Linked DNA regions of Sus scrofa: region 2 is linked to region 1. A link is a contact called in public Hi-C data. All regions are on one chromosome and are shown on one strand. Each heading gives the region's core, a stretch centred on a gene start, on an enhancer-like site or on the middle of the called end of the contact. The rest is flanking DNA. Distances are from core to core; before and after follow the strand shown.

Evidence for each region. Hi-C and Micro-C count contacts between places; a contact is called where the count stands out from the background.
Region 2: a contact with region 1 is called in a Hi-C map of liver, with 5 times the contacts expected there. The contact joins the promoter of LOC110261292 here to the promoter of LOC100624495 in region 1. A contact is called at or near these places in 2 of 47 Hi-C or Micro-C datasets (heart right ventricle and liver).

The regions. Positions count from the first base shown.
Region 1 is chr6:56,871,558-56,874,257 of Sscrofa11.1, forward strand. LOC100624495 (zinc finger protein 677) reads right to left here and starts at 1,313. Exons shown (of 5, transcript XM_013991866.2): 1 at 1,118-1,313.
Region 2 is chr6:57,723,348-57,726,150 of Sscrofa11.1, forward strand. LOC110261292 (zinc finger protein OZF-like) reads right to left here and starts at 1,385. Exons shown (of 4, transcript XM_021097266.1): 1 at 1,344-1,385.

The DNA.
Region 1 (2,700 bases), core at 63-2,562:
CTCACCAAGGGCCCCTTTCCCTAATTTGCTCCCCTTCGTCTTTGTGGAGCTCCTCCTCCTCCTCCTCTACGCATCTCTGTTTTCTTACCTCATTACTACTCTCGCTTTGTCTCCTTGCAAGTCTTTCAGGCATCTTCTATTTTGCCTTCTCTTTGGGGGCCACCTCAATGATTTTTTTCTCCTTTTCACTTGTCTATTTGTCCTCATTCATCCTCTGTCTCTTTCTCCTGATCCTCCTCACCCCCGCCTCCTACCGCATTCCCGGCTTCCACCTTTGCAATCATCATCACACAAAGCCCCTGATCCCAAGAGGAGGTGACGACGTGGTCTTGGGACCCCTCGAGTTCTGCAATCCTAAATCCTACCGTACTGAAAAGTGTGCTCTTCCAGGACACTGGATCTCTTGGGGGGGGGGGGCGGGGGGCGGGGGGCGGGGGGGGGGGTCCTGCAGAATACGAGGGCCAGGGAGAGAATGCGGGCCTCTATAGGGGCCAAGAGGCGAGCATTGGGGCAGAAGCGTAAAGCTTTAGAAACTCTCTCAAAAGTCCAGGGAGGAGTTCCCGTCCTGGCGCAGTGGTTAACGAATCCGACTAGGAACCATGAGGTTGCGGGTTCGGTCCCTGGCCTTGCTCAGTGGGTTAACGATCCGGCGTTGCCGTGAGCTGTGGCGTAGGTTGCAGACGCGGCTCGGATCCCGAGTTGCTGTGGCTCTGGTGTAGGCCGGTGGCTACAGCTCCGATTGGACCCCTAGCCTGGGAACCTCCATATGCCGCAGGAGCGGCCCAAGAAATAGCAAAAAGACAAAAAAAAAAAAAAAAAAAAAAAAAAAGTCCAGGGAGCTCCTTTGTGACGCAGTTTCGATCCCTGGAACTTCCACATGCTTCAGCCACCACCACCGCCCCGCCACCCCCCCCCCAACAGAAAGAAGTCTATCTCCCAGGACTTTAAAAGGCAGCGAGGATTGGGAGAGGTGGTCGGTGAAGGGTTTTACAGGAAAAAGCGGCAAGCGGGTCTAATGGCCCGAAGGCCTTAGATTTTAACCGAAAACGAAGGCCAACCCCCGACCCAAGAGCAAAGCGGTCAGGCTTGGGCATCTCACCGGCACTCCTGAACTTACCGAAGGTAGGAGGCGTGGGTGCCGGAATTTTAACGTCCGTAGCAACCCCAAGACCCCAGGTGTGTAAGACTGTGGACTGTGAAACCCAGGTTTAAACTTAAAAGGCCGAAACCAAAGCCCGCCACACGACCTTACACCCGCAGAAGCCTCTTCCGGTCTGCGAGGCTGCGCGTGCGCACTGCTTCCCGGGAACCCCGGAGGCGGGGCCCAAGCAGAGATCCACCGGAAATGGGCCTGGATAGGGGCCAGGCCTGGGCGCGGGCAGTGGGGGGGGCGGGGCCTGGGCTCCCCTCAGCGCTTCGCGGGGGCGGAGCTTCTTCTGAGTTTGGATCAATTTGAATTTATCTCAGGAGCTCGGCTGATCTTTGCTTTTTTTTTTTTTTTTTAAGGACTGCACTACCAGCATATGCAAATTCCCGGGCTAGGGGTCGAACAGGATCTGCAGCTGCTGGCCTACGCCACAGTCCCAGCAACTCGGGATTGGAGCTGCGACAATGACCTACACCACAGCTCGCTTACACCACAGCTACCACAGCTCACAGCAAGCCGGGATCCCCGGCCCACTGAGCGAGGCCAGGGATCAAACAGCATCCTCATAGATACTAGTGGGATTAGTTTCCGCTGCACCACAGGTAACACCCTCTTTGCCTATTTTAAACTGACCTTGCAATTTAAGGTGTAAACTTAGAGTTGTGTGGGCCACTTGCTGAAAACAGGTGGAAAACGTTTTTGTTTTTGTTTTCAGCTGCAACATGGAATCCAAGCGGCATCTTAGACTTAACACCGCAGCTTGTGGCAACGCAGGATTCTTCACCTACTCTGTGATCCACCTCACACACTTGAGGACACCATATCAGGTTTTTAACCGGCTGAGGCACAACAGGTACTCCTGAGAATAGGTTTCATCAAATCACTTTTGCAAAGGAGAGAAGATGCCTATCCTGCTTGAGTGACAAGGGTAACTCTGAGGTCAGGGAACACTAACCTGCATCTGGAGTCAATGTAGGGCGATGGGTGGATCCAGTGATAGCTCCTCAACTAGAATTTAATTTAAGCAATATAATTAAGGAAGGAGTGCAACTGTCTGTGCCCAAAATGCAAACTGGAATGTTAAATGCAAAACGCTACCGGTGGGAAATGGGCCCACCGCATGGGCATCTATCAAAACATCATATCCACTTCCATTTCCCACTCATCCTGTGCTCAATCCGTGGTCAGTTCCAGAAACTTTTATAGGGACAAGCCTGGATAGTGGGAGGTAAAGGAATGAGGCATGTAATGATTTAGGTCACCAGCCACTATTTTAAAAAAATTAAAAAGCAAAAATCGATATAAACTGTGTTGCTCATTTTAGTACTTGCTGTTCTATTCCACACCTGAGGTGAATAAAATCAGATACCTTTGAGAGAACCTGTTATGTTGTTATAATTTGTCAGTAATTTCTGAATAGCCTTTTTAATTCACTTTACATTTATCCAAAGGTCACTAGGAAGAATATTAATAAAAATACTGTTTTTATATTTTAGCCCTTTTATTTTGTTTCTCAATGTTCAGATATATTTCTCAGGTAAAGATAACAAATC
Region 2 (2,803 bases), core at 135-2,634, 850 kb after region 1:
GGAGAAAAGCAGAATGCTGGCCTTGGACAGTCAAGGTGCACATCCAAGGAAGGATTTCCAAGAGCCCAGACTTTACCACCTTCCCATACACTGAAAAGCAGTAAATTCATTAACTTGACATTTCTGGTTTTCTTTAACACTTAACTTTTTTTTTTTTTTTAAGTGCCACACCCGCAGCATACGGAGGTTCCCAGGCTAGGGGTTATAGCCGCTGGCCTACACCACAACCACAGCAACGACAGACTGAAGCCGCGTCTGCAAGACTACACCACCTCTCAGGGGAATGCAGGACCCTTCACCCACTGAGTGAGGTCAGGGATCAAACCTTTGTCCTCATGGTTCCTAGTCAGATTCGTTTCCGCTGAGCCACGATGGGAACTCCAACACGAATCTTTGGATGCGCCAACTAACTGGATTGTTGTTGTGGCTTTTTTCGTTTTGTTTTTGCAAAACTCCTATACACCCTCGGCTCCTCCTTCACCTCTTGGGAGCAGTCCCTCAGAGAGGCTGTGGCTGGGCTTAAGTCCGCAGTTTTGGTTTTTTGATTGTAAGTTGATTTACAATGTTGTGCCAACTGCTGCTGTACAATAAAGTGAACCATGCATACACACACGCTCTTTTTCTCATATTATCTTCTACCATGTTCTTATCCAAAAGCCTATAGTTCCCTTGTGCTGTACAGTAGGACCTCACCGCTTATCCATTCTAAATGCAATAGTGTGCATCTACCAACCCCAAGTCCTCAGTTTTATCTGCCAAATAAAACATAATTCTCAACTTCTAGGTGATACCTGTTTAGTCAACAGAAAGGATTAGATGCCCGTTTATTAATTCCACAGTAACAGAGCACGTTATCGAGTGGGGTAGAATTTGGGGCAGAAAAATTCTGAGTGTCTCAAGACAGGCCCGTTTTAGCTTTTTTCCCCAACTGCAAGGTGAGGAGAGACAGAGACTAAAAACGAGGGGCCTGGGAACCAGAACATCCCGGCTGTGGAGTGTGCGAGGTGAAGGAAAGTGGGTGTGTTTCTGGAACGGAGCGGGCTCTCCAGAATCCCGGGGCCAGAAGCAGGACGGAGCCTCTCCTGCAGCGGGGCGGTGGGCTCGCGGCCCTCCAGGGGCGGAGACGCCGAGGCAAGGGGGCGCGAGGGGCAGGGATCCGCTCGCGGATTTCCACAGGAAAGCGAAGCCGCAGCCCCTCCCCCTCCCGCCTCGCACGGCGACGCCTGCATTTACTTCGTCTGCTGGACGAAGGCCGGGATTTTAGGATCAGTAGGAGCCTCGGACCCAGATACGGGGGACAGGGTACCGCAAACACCGGTTTAAACAAGAAAGATGAAACTCACGCTCTCGTAGGGTGACCCTCGCTCCGCGGGAACCGCTTCCGGGTCTGCAGGAAACTGCGCAGTGAGCGTGGAGGAGAGAGGCGGGGCGACGTGGAGGCGGGGCCTGGGCTGGGAGGGACGTAGAGACGTAAAAGAGAGCGGACCCGGGCGGGGCCAGATCGGGGGCGGGGCCAGATCGGGGGGCGGGGCTAGGGCTGCACTCTCCCGGTGCCTCTGGTTTTCAGGATTTGAAAGTGCTTGTCTGTTTCTTCTGTGCAACCCTGTTGCTTCCTGCTTATTTTAAGACACTGTTGAAACCACGCAGGATCCGTCACTCTCCCCGGTACAAATCCTTTCTTATGTCCCTCTTCCTGTTTGTGGGAAATAGGCTTCAGCCTCCTAGACTCTCCTTGAGTATCAAAAGTCAGAGTCACATAGTTGCTAATCAGGAAGTAAGGGAATGCAGAAACGAAGGAGGAGCAATCAAGCAACAACGGTGCATGCAGTGATTAAAGCAGGATCCTGGGTGCTCCTGAATTATCTCTGAGTTATTCTATGGGAACTAAACCCACACCTAGGTGGAGGATGTTAATTTTAGGCTGAGCTCAAGATTCCTGGAGCGCCTCCCTATACCTCACAATGAAAGGATGAAAATGCAACCTAACCCTCCCAGAACCCAGGAAGTTAATAAAAAGCTCTAAATGCCCCCGAATTCCAGACCCTGCTGGCTGCCAGTAAATAGGTAGAAGGTCACACTTCCTATTGTTCCAGGGCCTGCTATCCTGGCCTAAGTAAGATAACAGGAAATGAGTTGACTAATCGCTTATCTGGATTCTGTAAAACTGACTGGCACCATAGAAGAATTGATTACACATTGACAGCCCTAGTGACCTATCTCAACTGCAATCTGTCACTCTGCCCAGGAGCCCACGCAGATGCGGACCTCCGGAGCTATTTTAAAATGATTGGTCCACGGAGCGCGGGCTCTCGATATTTTAAAATGATTGGTCCACGGAGCGCGGGCTCTCGATATTTTAAAATGATTGGTCCACGGAGCGCGGGCTCTCGATATTTTAAAATGATTGGTTTGTGACGCACAGGCTTTGTTGTGAACCCCATAAAAGCTGTCCCGATTCCGCACTCGGGGCCGCAGTCCTCTACCCCTGCGTGGTGTACGACTGTGGGCCCCAGCGCGCTTGGAATAAAATCCTCTTGCTGTTTGCATCAAGACCGCTTCTCGTGAGTGATTTGGGGTGTCGCTCTTCGAGCCCGGACGAGGGGATTGTTCTTTTACTGGCCTTTCAACTACCAACCAAGAAGAAGAAAGTCATGCACCTCGCAGCCCTTGAAACCGAGCTGGGCTCTGCGCGGCTCCTGGGCACAAAAGGCTTTCTGTGTCCCCCATTTCTGGTCTATAGGAAATAGGCCTCATTCAACCTCCACGACCCTCTCTGAGTTCCAAAGGGCAGGTTCTAACAGTT